Regions from separate parts of the Mus musculus genome. Here region 2 is linked to region 1. The links are chromatin contacts, called in public Hi-C maps. All regions are on one chromosome and are shown on one strand. Each heading gives the region's core, a stretch centred on a gene start, on an enhancer-like site or on the middle of the called end of the contact. The rest is flanking DNA. Distances are from core to core; before and after follow the strand shown.

Region 1 (6,783 bases), core at 3,326-5,825:
AGAAAAGCACATACTTACCAGAACTTTTAGCAAGTATGGTTTGGGAATTTGTTTTGTTTTTTAAAAAAAGGCCCCCAGGGCAAGTTATTTACAGTTTAATTGCCACTGTCAACTGATCTGGACCTGGACCGGGATCGGGACCTCTGGCGATCCACAGATGCTGGAGATTTAGATCTACTCGAAGAACCACGTTTCTGGCTCTTCTCAGGCACAGGAGACCTACTACCAGAACGGGACTTGCTCCGGCTCCGGCTCCTGCTCCTTGATCGGCTGTAAGACTTGCTCCTTCGTGAACGGGATCGGCTACGGGACCTAGAGGAACTTCTGGTCCGAGATCGTGACCTGCTTCTTGACCTGCTATGAAAAATTGGCAAGAAGGAAAGAGAGAAAACACACATTAACCTGTATGACAGGGCTCTAAAAGCCAGCAAGTAAAACCTTTGGCTTAAAAATATAAACGAAAGAGTACCTGTGCCTTTTGCTGCCTTCAATTAATTTGATTTTTCTCCCGTTAATTTCCTTTCCAGAAAGTTTCTCAATAGCATTCTTTAAGTCACCATAAGAGGCAAACTCAACTACCCTAAAATGGAAGGAAAAAAAAATCCCTTTAAAGGTTATAAATCCAATAGCCTTGTAGACCACCTACACAGATCAAGATAAGCATAAGTTTATCCCTGTTGTTATTGCTGTTTTAAGTCATTTCTGATATATACAGCACAATTCTGTGGTGTGCCCCCCTATGTACTGTGGAATGTTGCAGGTGCCTATTATCAACAGTCCCTTGTGATAGTCTTTCTCCCCAAACTTAGCCAAAATCAAGCACATGCAAATTTTAGATCATAGCAATGCCACAATTAAAATTCCCAAGGTAATTAATTAAGACTCACAATCCAGGACATGCTTACCCTTCATTTAGTTTAGGTCGATGTGCATCCGCAAAGGTTACTTCCCCAGCTTGTCTCATGAAATCTTTGAGATCCTTAACACAAGACAATTATGTTAAGGAGAGAAAGGGAAAAGTGGCACACAAACAACCACATGGCATAAACAAGACTACTGGAAGAGAAGGTGTTAGATAAAGTACAAACATGGCATATACCACACTTGTATTCTATCAGAATTCAAAAATTATGCCAGGGCACGAAATAAGCAAATAGCATATTGCTTTTAAGCAAAATGCTAGAGGGCATTCCAATTTTTTAACATTATAGTATTAGTCTAACTGAGCTCAGTACAAAAGGGGGAAAAAACAAAAAACAAAACAAACAACAAAAAAAAACAAAAAGGAACAGTACATCCTTTAAAGACTAGTTTTATATTTAAAAAAAATAAAAAATAAAAAAATAAAACAACATTTACAAAGACACCAGTTATTTTGTGCCCCATATGTCATTAAAAAATTTTACTTTACCTTTATTAACATTTCCCTAGGCTAGTCAAGCAGCAAACCATTAAGCGGTCGGAGAAACCTTCATGACATAGGCCCGACTGGCTCTTCGCCACCCACTTGAAGGATACTACCCAATCGATGGAAGCCTTTAATCGCACAGCCCTCCCTATTAGCAGACTACTGGCGATGCAGACATGTTTTACTCTTGTGCAGTTACCAAGGACCACTTTACTGCGATCAGGATTCCAACGACCAACTAATTTCGTATCTTTCAACTCTTTCGACCAGGACCTCTTATTCGGAAGCGTTACAGGAAGACAGCTCTCAACTTAGGGATCAGATCACGTTATCAACGGTTCTGGGATCGCTGCAACCCGGCACTTCAAGTAAGTGCACCGATTACGTCTAGACCGGCAAACACAGATCTAGAGGTGGCCAACTGATCACTGTAGGAGCTGACTGGCAAAGTCAACCAGGCCCAACCAAGAGTGACCAAGACAACGATTAGGATAACCCACAGGCACTCCTCGTCATAAGGCCAACGACACAGATAGGCTGGCAAATAAAGGGTTTAATATTTGGTTAAAATTGATTTTAAAAAACATGAAAAAATAACCTCAAAACATTTACATTTGATCACTAATATTAAAATCTGAAACATCCCCCAGTTACATTTAACTAAAGTTTAAAATTATAGTTCAATTAAATTAATTTAAGATAAAGCATTTAATAAGATATATATTAATAAAACATTAACTACCCATTAACACTTTTAAATGCCACATTAAAAAATATCTCAAAACTGTATTTCAACAAACCTGCCAGCTGACTCTTGAGGATAAATTCTCAACTATAAGTCGATTTTCTGTTCTTACAGGTGGAGCATTTCTGAAGAAAGAAAAATAAGCATTCAGTGTCAGATGTTATGTCACAATGTCAAATGCTATGTGACAAGTTTAAGCCAAGATAGTGATTCCATCAAGTTTCTGGGTTCTCAGCATGTGGACTAACTAGACTTAACTAGTCTGAGAACCATTTAATGCTAACGGACCCTAACCCAACCGTAACAGCCAAACCCAAACCACATACCGTCTATCATTTCGAGGTCTGCGACTGCTAAAACGGTCGGAGTATCGTCCTCTACCTCTTCCACCTCGAGACCGAGCCCGGGCATGTTCAATCGTCACCCTACAAAGAGGTAAAAAAAGCATTCACACACTACACATGAGAGCACTTACATATGCAAATGTCTACTCTGCTCTACTTCCCTGGGAGAACTACTTATAAACCAATCATGCTTACCTTTCACTGCAAAGTTCCTTCCCATCAAGTTCATAAACAGCATCATCTGCATCCCTTGGGTCCTCAAATTCCTAAAATGTAGCAGTAAGAGTAGAGCTTTTGGACGTGCATGCATTCTACAGCACATTAAGATCATGGAAGCCGAGCGTGGTGGCGCACGCCTTTAATTTAATCCCAGCACTCGGGAGGCAGACAGATTCCTGAGTTCGAGGCCAGCCTGGTCTACAAAGTGAGTTCCAGGACAGCCAGAGCTATACAGAGAAGCCCTGTCTCGAAAAACCAAAAAAATAAAAAATAAATTTAAAAAAAAAATCATGGAAGTGTTAAGATATACCTTACACTCAGATACTATAACCCTAAGCTAGGGATGACTGAGAATCAACTCCAGCCAGCAGTTACTTTAACTTCTTAACAGAAGCCACTGCTTCTTGGCCACTTCTAACATCTTTCTGGGAAAACAATTCACATGGACTCAGAGTCCATGCTCATCACAAGAGCTCTACCCACTTTGTTTTTTTTTTTTTTCTTTTTTTGGAGACAGGGTTTCTCTGTGGATTGGCTTGCCCCTGCCTCCCAAGGGCCAGAGACCAAAGGCATGTGTCACCACCACAAAGTTACCTAACTTCTCGACAGATAATTCAACTCAGTTTCAAGTACTTACCACAAAACCAAAACCTCTTTTCAAGTCAATATCTCGGATCCGTCCGTAACCCTTGAAGAATCTTTCCACATCTTTCTCCCTCGCTGCTGGATTTAGTCTCCCAATGAACACTCGACAGCCACTCATGATGCCCGGCTAGTGTTTCCTGTTAGGCAGTAATTGAATCGAGACAATATCAACGATTGACACCATGGGGGTGGGGGATGTTCAGTCAAGCAGTCAAACACACCCCACGTTTACCAACTCTACTAACAAGGTCGCCATGTACCTTTTAAGTCGTTCACGACCACCACATTCAAATTCCAAGTTAAAACTTAACTCTCCAAAAGACCCCCTTCCCAGGTTCCACACGGCAGCCCACCACAACGCCAGTAGCCACCTTTCTAGACTGCGCAGCCGCACACGCTGTCCCCGGATCCCGGGGTTCCCCTCCCATCTGCCGCAGTTAAGGCCAGGCCGAGAAATGCGGGCGGAGCCGAGCCCGCCCTCTGCCAGGCCTGGTCCAATAGCAGCCGGCCGCGCCCGCGTCGCGGCCTCCCCGCGCGTCACAAGCCGGAATCTCGCGACGCCACCACCGAGCCTGCGCAGTGGGCGACGGGGCGCGTTCGCAGCACAAAATGGCGACGGCCGAAGTATGCGGCGGGGTGTGGGGGGGGGAGGAGCGTAGCGAGCCGAGCTGCGTGCCCCCGAGACACGGGCAAGCCCGGGGCCCAGAGCGCTGCGCCTGCGCCGGCCCACGGGGGGAAACCCTAAGCTGCCCTGGGCCAGGCCGGCTCCCCGGCGTCCGGGCCTCGATGAGAGCCATTAAGGGCGGCAGGGAGGGGCGCGCTGCTTCCCGACACAAACGCCCTCCCCACGCCCGCCCTTCCGCCTCGTGTCCCCCTCACGCAACACCCACAGGGAGACGTGCCCCAGCGCCCACCTCAAATCAACTGCGCTCTCTGAGTCGCCGTCCTCCGCAAAGAGCGAAGCCCCGGCCACTTGCGACCCGAGCGGCCATGAAGAAGCCTCGATCCGAGAAGCCTTGCCCTCAAAGCGTGCCACTCACCTACCGGACAGGGTCTTTGGCGGCTGAGACCCCGGAGAGGTCCGTAGTCTGCGACGGAGCTGTCTGCCTCCCTACACAAACACACACACAACACACATACACACGAACCCAACTCGTCTACAGTCTCTCCACAACTGACGCACTTAGCAGCTCGGACGTTGCACAAAATGGAAGGGACGTCCTGGCGTCACTTCCGGGGCGGTGCCAGAAGCTCGGGGACCGCCCACTTGGAGCTGAGGACAGACGGTTCCTGGGAGCCGGAAGTTCTAGTAGGGCGGGGCTTCCTTACCGCGACCCCTGGCGAGAGCAGTGGGTGGTGGGAGGACTAGAAACGTTCGTTCAGTTGGCAGGATACACCGGGACACTTCTTTGGATACGAAAAGATGTATTTAAACTTTTTCTTAGGTCCCTCGAAGATTACCAAGAAACCCAGGCTTTTCAAAAATCACCTGTTTCTTTTAAAAATTCATTTACATAGTCGGTCTCGCTAAGCAGTCCTGGCTAGCCTTGAGCTCAGCGATCCAGCCGGTCCGCCTTCAGTGTGATAGGATTATTGGCCCGAGCACCAGGTCCAATTCTTTCTTTCTTTCTTTCTTTCTTTCTTTCTTTCTTTCTTTCTTTCTTTCTTTCTTTCTTTCTTTCTTTCTTCCTTCCTTCCTTCCTTCCTTCCTTTCTTTCTTTCTTTCTTTCTTTCTTTCTTTCTTTCTCTCTTTAGCCTCTTCTGCAAATTGTACTTATCAATGTCCTTCAAGAGAGGGTTCTTAGCCGGGCGTGGTGGCACACGCCTTTAATCCTAGCACTTGGGAGGCAGAGGCAGGAGGATTTCTGAGTTCAAGGCCAGCCTGGTCTACAGAGTGAGTTCCAGGACAGCCTGGTCTACACAGAGAAATCCTGCCTCGGAAAAAAGAGAGAGAGAGAGGGTTCTCTGAGGCTCAAGTAAGTGAATTCTTTCAGTGTTGTGGTTTTTGTTCTGATCAGCCTAAGGAACTGAATTGTTTTCTACTAAAGGAGAGATTTCACGTGGTGAAATAATGAAATTGGTACTGTGGGTAAAAAAAAAAAAAACAAAAAACGCTCCTATATATTGAATCCCTAGGGCCAATCTTGGCTCAGCTAGCTGGGAAAGATTTCAAGTTGTTTCTAAATCCAACTGGCCATTGTCCATTCCTTTCTGTCCAGGTCTCAATCTCAATAGTTAGGTGGACGGTGGTAGCTTCAGCCTTTAATCATCTCTGTGAGTTCCAGGCCTACCTTATCTACAAAGTCCAAGACAGCCAGGAAAACCCTGAGTCAAAGAACCAAAAAAAAAAAAAAAAAAAAAAAAGAGTCGAAATCAACAGTTATTGAGAAATAGAGTTTATGCTTCCAGCATGGATGTAATACACAGCAGTCCACATCGGTAACTCTATCCAGCCTTCCCCAGTGAGGTTGGGAGGTCTAGAAACATTGACAATAAAGACTGTTGTTGTTGTGAAAAAGGCTACTTCTCTTTAATATTTTTATCTGTAACCTAAGGCATCATCTAGATTTTGAGATGTACCTAGAATAGAGTCACACAATTTCAGCTAGGGTCACAGGGATGAACTGATAGCTCAAGAAGGAGCAGAGCAACCCTGGGTCTGACCTCATTCACGTGGAATAAGCTTGTCTATTCAGTTAACTATGCAAATAAAAACAGCATCAGTGGACCCATTAAAAAACATGTAGCGGGCAGTGGTGGCGCACTCCTTTAATCCCAGCACTCGGGAGGCAGAGGCAGGCGGATTTCTGAGTTCCAGAACAGCCAGGGCTACACAGAGAAACCCTGTCTCAAAAAAAAAACAAAAAAACACTTGTATTATCCCAGAAATGTCTGGGGGTGGGGGGTACTCTCTTTTGGATAAATATTTTCCCCATGTCATTCTTTAGGGGCAAGGGCATCCTTTCCAAAGACATTCAAACAAATAACATATATGTAGTAGAGGAAAAGAGTTACAGAGATCACAGATTAAGAGAACATTTATTGTCCATCACAGACCTGCTAGCTGCCTTCCTCTCCCCAGAAATCGGGTTACACCCTCCCTGAAGGTGTTAGGAGTTGATAAGAAAGCTTACTGTAGCCAGGCATGATGGATAGGTATGTTTTTAATCCCAGTGTTTAGGAGCAGAGGAAGGAAGTAGCCTACTCTATGTAGTGAGTTCAGAGTTAGCCGGAGCTACACCGTGAAACACTGTCTGAAGAGAGAGAGGGGGAGAGAGAGAGAGAGATTCTGTTTCTGACTCAGATTCACCCTATAAGCCCATCTTTTACTTATTAAATACTGATTTTTTTTAAATGCCTGCATGATGTTTAAAATAGCAATGTCTCTAGAGTCATTCAATACAGACATTTCATTTCTGTCG
Region 2 (7,127 bases), core at 3,527-6,026, 3.8 Mb before region 1:
GGAGCACAGGATAATTTAGAACTCATCTTGATGGTTTCTGTAGTTGCTGCCGGTCTAACATTGACTTGTAAAGAAAGGCAATTTTGGAAACGTGCTGCACTTGAGGCTGACCTGTGATGAATGTTATGCATCTTTTTTCTCAGGGCATTATTTGGCTTTAAAGATTTTTGTATATATGTTTTTGCCTATGTGTATATTTATACACCATTTGTGTTTCTAGTGCCAGAGGAGACCAGAAGAGTGTCAGATGCCCTGGGGCTGGAGTTACAAATGATTGTGTGTTCTGGAACTCAAACCTGGATCATCTGGAAGAGCAGCAAGCCTTCCTTTTTTTTTCCCCCAAGACAAGGTCTCTCTGTGTGGCCTTGGCTGTACTTTAACTCAATCCACCTGCCTCTGCCTACTACGTACTGGGAATAAAGGCTTCACCACCACTGCCAGGCCAGCAGCAAGTGCCCTTACCCACGGAGTCATCTCTTCAGCTGCCCTCTTTAATGACATTTTTCAAGGTGAAAATTTATCCCTTGATCTTCAAATGTATGTATACACAGGCTGCTTCCTTTTGACTTTTGTGTATATTATACAAAAGTATAAACTTAGACACACACACATACACAGAGAGGGACAGAGACACAGAGAAAGACAATGAGACAGACTGACCTGGAATAGATTGCTATGAATTAGTGCCATTATTTAAACTGCCCTTACTTTTTGCTTCATTAATCCTGTCGAGCCAATCTACAAACTTTGGAATCAAATGTTGTAAGAACTCAGCAAATATAACTTATCAAGAACAAACATTCTCTAGCCTGAAGCATTTGCATGCTATCAGGTTATTGTCAGTTTATAGTAGATGTGTTTGGTTTATGTTGGCAGTTAATTGGCCTAAATTTTTGATGTTCTATAAAAAAGGCTTTTCTTTTAATGACCAGTGACTTGCAATGGAAGGGTAAGCAAATAAGTATGTGTCTTAAAGATACAGATAAATTACTTGAGAATCTGAAATACAAATTTTACTGGTTTTTATATTTTAATTCACTCTTTAAAAAGTCCCTTCCAGGGCTGGAGAGATGGCTCAGAGGTTAAGAGAACTGACTGTTCTTCCAGAAGTCCTGAGTTCAAATCCCAGCAACCACATGGTGGCTCACAACCAACTGTAATGAGATCTGATGTCCTTTTCTGGAGTGTCTGAAGACAGCTACAGTGTACTTATATATAATGAATAAATAAATCTTTAAAAAAAAAGTCCATTCTAGGGGGCTGGAGAGATGGCTCAGACATTAAGAGAACTGGCTATTCTTTCATAGGTCCTGAGTTCAATTCCCAGCCACCACATGGTGGCTCAGAACCATGTATAATGAGATCTGGAGCCTTCTTCTGGCCTGTAGGCATTCATGCAGGCAGAACACTGTGTACATTTAAAACAAAACAAAACTTCTCTTCTATTATCTACAAGTAATGAAAGGACCACTTCCCCCTCTGCATAAAACCACAGGCCTCTTATAGAAGGTAGGCAAACTCAGTTACTGAATGGTCATAGAATCTTGAAGCACTTTTATGGGCATGGAGTACAAAAGCTACTTTTCAAGCAATTCAGTGATCAAGAGGGGTTTAGCTAAACTTGCTTTTTTGGTTTTTGGAGGTGGGGGAGGCAGTTACTGAATGGTCATAGAATCTTGAAGCGCTTTTATGGGCATGGAGTACAAAAGCTACTTTTCAAGCAATTCAGTGATCAAGAGGGGTTTAGCTAAACTTGCTTTTTTGGCTTTTGGAGGTGGGGGAGGTCTCTTGGCTTTATAAAACCTAGTAGATTCATGAGCATGACAATAAAATGTATTTCTCTGTAATATTCCAAGTGGAAATGGCCTTCATAGGACACATGGATAAATCCCCTAAGACAGTCAAGAAGAGTACAATACAACTGGACTGGTGGCACAGGCCTGTCATCGCAACTATTGGGGTATCAAGACTAGGGGATTGAAAGTTCAAGGCCAGCCAAGGAAATTTTGTGAGACCCTGTCTCCAAATAGAAAGCAAAACAGTCAAGGAATATAATTCAAGTGCTGGAGTGGAGATTCTCAACCTGCCTAAAGCAAAGACCCTTTAAAACAGTTCCTCATGTTGTGGTGACCCCAACCATAAAATTACATTTGTTGCTAATTTTGCTATTGTTATGAGTTGTAATAAATGGGATTGCCATGGGTTGTGACTCACAGGTTGAGAACCACTGTGCTAGAGTGTTTACCCAGCAGTTACAATGCCCTAGGTCAAATCGTGGGAGAGTAGGGGGCAAGGGACCACAAGAAGAGGAGGAAAAAGAGGAGGAAGAGGAGGGAGAGGAGGAGGGGGAGGAGGAGAAAGAGGGGGAGAAGGAGGAGAAAGAGGGGGAGAAGGAGGAGGAAGAGGAGGAGGGGGAGGAAGAGGAGGAGGGGGGAAGGAGGAGGGGGAGGAAGAGGAGGAGGAGGGGGGGAGGAGGAGAAAGAGGGGGAGGAGGAGGAGGAAGAAGTAGTAGTAGAGGTAGTAGAAGTAGAAGAAACAACAACCCAGGCCTAGTAGTAATATGTCTGCAGTTCCAGCATGAAGAGGCTGAGGCAGGAGAATTGAGAGTCCAAAACTGGAGCTACCTATAAGACCCTGTTGAAAGAAAAAAGAAAGAAGGAAGGAAAAAAGGAAGGAAGGAAGGAAGAAGAAAGAGAGAGACAGCAGAGAATATCTTGTTTGCCTTTCTAACCAATTTTGGCCTCAATTCTGGTATTCAAGCTACCCAAACTGGATCCTGATTGAAAACACGATAAGAACTTAGTTTATAATGATGTTTTATATATAGCTATACACAGATATATAAACAATTCTGAAGGCTAGAGAGGTTAACTCCAAATTTTGGAGTCCTAGAGGTGCTACAAATTATACTGGGTTCCAACCAGTGATTACAGGTGAGGTAACAGCCTTTGGATGTGGCCTTGACATTGTACTGGGGGAGGGGAGAGTATTTCGGCCAAGAGTTAAAAGCTTCACATTCCATAATTTACAGTGGTAGAATAAGACACTTCTGGATTAAATTAAATAAGATGAGAGCCGGACATGATGAGAAAGAAACCTCTAGAATTCTACTATTCTAGGTTGTTCACACTGGTGCAGTGGTGGCAATCTCAGGGTCATCCGTCATTGTGTCAGACTTTGACAGAGAAGGATGACCCACAGGAGCAGCCTTGCTGGGCTTGAGGGTTATTCAACACTTGGAATGAGCTTCGGATCAGTTCTTGGCTGAAGTCCACCTGGGCTCCCTTAACGAAGGCCAAGCTATCAGAGTCAACCACCACTCTTGCCCCACCCTGTTCAAATACCCTGAAAAGACAAGAGGAAAGCATGAATGACAAATACCACAAACACCCACACAACACCCTGAGCCCAGAGGTGTACATCTTGTTCTCCAATGCATGGAACACTGCTTAGGACTTCTAGCTGGGACGGAACGGACTGAAGCAGAAAGATTCAACGTAAAAAAAAACAGAAGGATTATTTAAGGGCTCGGACTGAAACTAGTCCAGCCTTTTTCTTAGGGTGGAACCTTGGTGTATATATATATTTTAAACACTTATTTATTCATTTATTTTATGTGAGTATACCGTTGCTCTCCCCAGACACACCAGAAGAAGGCATCAAATCTCACTACAGATAGTTGTGAGCCACTATGTGGTTGCTGGAAACTGAACTTAGGTCCTGTGAAAGAGCAGCCAGTGCTCTTAACCGCTGAGCCATCTCTCCAGCCCTAGTTCAGCCTTTCTCAACTTGACTACCTAACGGACGCTAAGTCAATGTTCTTCCTTATTTTTAAACAAGAGGACAAATCTTTGCTGTATCCTCACAGAACGGAGAGGGTGGTAGTGTTAAGCAGACTTAGACGCTTGGAAGTTTGGAATAAATTGGGGCCACTTTTATCCTCTGATACAGCCTCTAGCGACCCATCCGTCCTCCTTGCCTGTCGTCGGGGTTAATAACTGTATCCAGTGAAAATTTGTATTGGAATCCGGAGCATCCACCTCCCTCTACTTGCAGCCTGAGGAATTCTGACCCTTCGGTGATTTCCAGAAGCCTCTGAAATTCAGGAAAGAGGATCAAGAATGCCAAGCAAGCGGAGATAACGGGACGGGTGACTAGGAAGTCTTCTAGAGCCCTCCTGGGCACCGCCGCCCCGCGTCCGACCTCCTACCTGGACGCAGCTGTCTGTGAGGCGGATCTGTCCCTCGCCAGCCTCTGGAATGGAAGATGTTGTTTCCCAGCGGGTCAAAAGCCTGGGAAAGACGGCGAGGAGCCTGCGATGTAAAGAAGGGAGACGAACCCGGGAAATGGCACCAGATGACCCTCTATGGACACCTCGTACCCAAATCTGGGGACACTTTCTTCTGAACTGCCAAGCCTTCACCCCACACCCCACCCCGCGTGAGATTTAGCCTCCCATCTATCCTGAAGACGCAGAACCCAACACCCTTCCTAAGTGACGTTCCACCCTCGATACCTTCCCGAGCGCCTAGGAATGACAGCCCTGACCGCCTCGGCAGTTAGGGACAAGGCCCTGGAGGCCGCCATCTTACTCCGCAAGCTCCGCCCCTAGCATGGTCCAAATCCCCGCCTAGCCTGGGCTTCCGGAGGAGGGGAGAAGGGGGCGGGGCTGCATCGAGCCTCCGCCCCCAAGCGTGCCTATTGGGTATAGCGAGATAAGAGGGCTTTGATTGACAGAGAACGCTTCCACTTGCCGAAGTGGGTCGGTACCAATAGAGCGGGGCGAACGCAAAGAGCGAGTTCTCCGTAGGCCCTGCCTGGAAGCGGAAGAGATGGGCGGAGATAAAGGGCGAGCTGCAGGCCAGGCGGCCCCGGAGCCCAGGGCGGGGCGCGGGCGGGCCTTCGCTGGTTACTGCTCACAAGTGGCCTGATCTGGCTCCACCCTCGGTCCGGGACAAGTTTATCTTGTGACTGCTCGGGCTGCTTTTCCTTCCTAGATTGCAGAGCTTTCATATCCACGATGCGTTTTCTGGCCGCCACGATCCTGCTGCTGGCGCTGGTCGCTGCCAGCCAGGCGGAGCCCCTGCACTTCAAGGACTGCGGTGAGCCCTGAGCCCACTCGAGGAGACCCCCGGGGGTGGATTGGGCGGGTTGCTGGAACGTGGAATTGACTAGGTTGGGACCGAAGGTACTAGTCTTGATGAAACTTAACCCCTCCGCACAACTTTGTTTCTCCTTGCATTTCGTGTTTTGGGATAATCTAAAACACTCACAAGGCGAACCGTGTGCTGAAGTTCACTAAAGTTTCTTGGGTGAACATCAAGCGGGCATATATTGCAGCGCTCAAGGGCTTTGAGATTTCAATGGACGGAGGAGGATTGCGAATTTAAGACTAGCCTGGATTTATTGAACCCTGTCTGAAAAAAGTAAACAAATAAAAGCAAAAAATAAAACAATAGGATAGACAGCAGGTCTGCATCCAACACGGATTGAAGGAATAGGCACGGGACTTATTTTGATTTATGCCTTGTATCGTCACTGGCCTTTCTCCCTTTGTTCGTTTGAAGTTTGGTTGGGAGCGGGCTGAGGCAGCCTCACTCTGTAGCCCAGTTTGGCCTTCCAAATCCCTGTCAATCCTGCTCTGGTCTTAGAAGTACCATCCACCTCCCCTCCCCACCCCACCCCCACTAACGAGACAAAAGCTAGTTCTCCTTCTCATAACATTCATTTACAAAGTAGGGTTTCCATTGTTCTAATGAATTTCATGATTCTTGATCCTTGTCTCCTATAAAATTCGTATTTCTAGTGACATCATGTGATGCCTCCCTCCCAACGCTGCCCCTGGACTCTTTATTGGAAAATATAATAGAGGGTAGAAATTCTGAGTTTGTCCAGTCAAGCCTGTACACTTAGTTGTGGGAGCAGTGCAGGGGCCCGGGGTGGAAAAGGCAGCAGTGATGGTCGAAAGACAAACTGATTTTGTAAAATATTTGAGCAGGGGGAAACAGACCATAATGAAGCAGTAAGTTAAAGAGTTATTAGGACTGGAGAGATGGCTTAGTGGTTAAGGGGAACTACTATTCCGGAGGGTTAGAGTTCAATTCCCACATCAGGTTATACCTGCTTATACCCCAACTCTGGGCCTTCTCAGCTACCTACCTGCACTCCCAGGCAGACACACACACACCCCTAACTAAGGAGGTAGAGGTGGGAGTGGGAGGTGGATTAAAGCCTTCTGTAGTCACACTGCTGAGTGAGGAACCAAGCTAAATATGCTTCTTTGTAGCCAGTATCCAGTACTATGGGATGATAGTAAATAATAAATACTCACTGAAAAAGGAAACAAGGGAATTCATATTACCTCTAATATGATATTAAAAGTTCTGTTAAAGCAAAAGCAACGGTGGGCATGTGGAACTGGATTAAATAATAAGGGCCACTGCCTATCAATAGTTCACAGATGCCGTTCACTAAACCTGGAGGCTAGCTCAGAGTGGCTGTTTCTTTGAAGTACCTGTTTTTCCCTTCTGTTAAACTTCTTAAATTTTCATTTTATTTCTCATGTGTGTGTATTCATGTGTACCCAAGCATGTGGTAGCCGGAGTCCAACCTCTCAAGTGTCATCCTCAAGAGCACAGCCCACTTCTTTTGAGACGTAGTAGACCTCCCAGGGTCAGGATTGCGTGTGTGTGTGTGTGTGTGTGTGTGTGTGTGCGTGTGTGTGCGCGCGCGCGCGCGCGTGCGTGTGCGTGCCACCATAAGTGGCGTTTTTATGTGGCTTCTGGGAATTGAACTCAGGTTTTCACTTTATCCACAGTGATATTACCCCCTACTCCTTTATTGAGGACCGAGTCTGGGATGAAGGCACTGTATTCATTTTATTAACTTATTCTTCACCATCTGTTTTACAGAGAAGGAAACTAAAGCACACAGACCAACTTGTCTAAGACCCTACAGCTAATCAGCAGGAGTTGATAAGTTGATAAGTCCCTAGGACTTATAAGGAGTTGATAAGTTGATAGCTGATAAGTCCCTAGGAGCCACTTGGACTGGTTTGTTTTGTTTTGAGACAGGATTTCTCTATGCAACAGAGCCCTAGCTGTCCTAGAACTTGATCTGTGTGGACC

Evidence for each region. A called contact is a pair of places that touch in the nucleus more often than the background predicts.
Region 2: a Hi-C map of CD8 T cells shows a contact between it and region 1, with 4 times the contacts expected there. The contact joins the promoter of Npc2 here to the promoter of Srsf5 in region 1. A contact is called at or near these places in 2 of 484 Hi-C or Micro-C datasets (CD4 T cells and CD8 T cells).

The regions. Positions count from the first base shown.
Region 1 is chr12:80,943,291-80,950,073 of GRCm38.p6, reverse strand. Srsf5 (serine and arginine-rich splicing factor 5) reads right to left here and starts at 4,575. Exons shown (of 8, transcript NM_001079694.2): 1 at 4,402-4,575; 2 at 3,354-3,498; 3 at 2,693-2,763; 4 at 2,480-2,578; 5 at 2,209-2,278; 6 at 906-979; 7 at 470-580; 8 at 1-354. The coding sequence starts at 3,479. The coding sequence ends at 96. It overlaps Gm20337 (predicted gene, 20337), which reads left to right and starts at 4,675. Exons shown (of 3, transcript NR_045057.1): 1 at 4,675-5,337.
Region 2 is chr12:84,770,761-84,777,887 of GRCm38.p6, reverse strand. It overlaps Npc2 (NPC intracellular cholesterol transporter 2), which reads left to right and starts at 4,776. Exons shown (of 4, transcript NM_023409.4): 1 at 4,776-5,102. The coding sequence starts at 5,021. It overlaps Isca2 (iron-sulfur cluster assembly 2), which reads right to left and starts at 4,618. Exons shown (of 4, transcript NM_028863.1): 1 at 4,517-4,618; 2 at 4,211-4,313; 3 at 3,980-4,095; 4 at 2,799-3,345. The coding sequence starts at 4,587. The coding sequence ends at 3,171.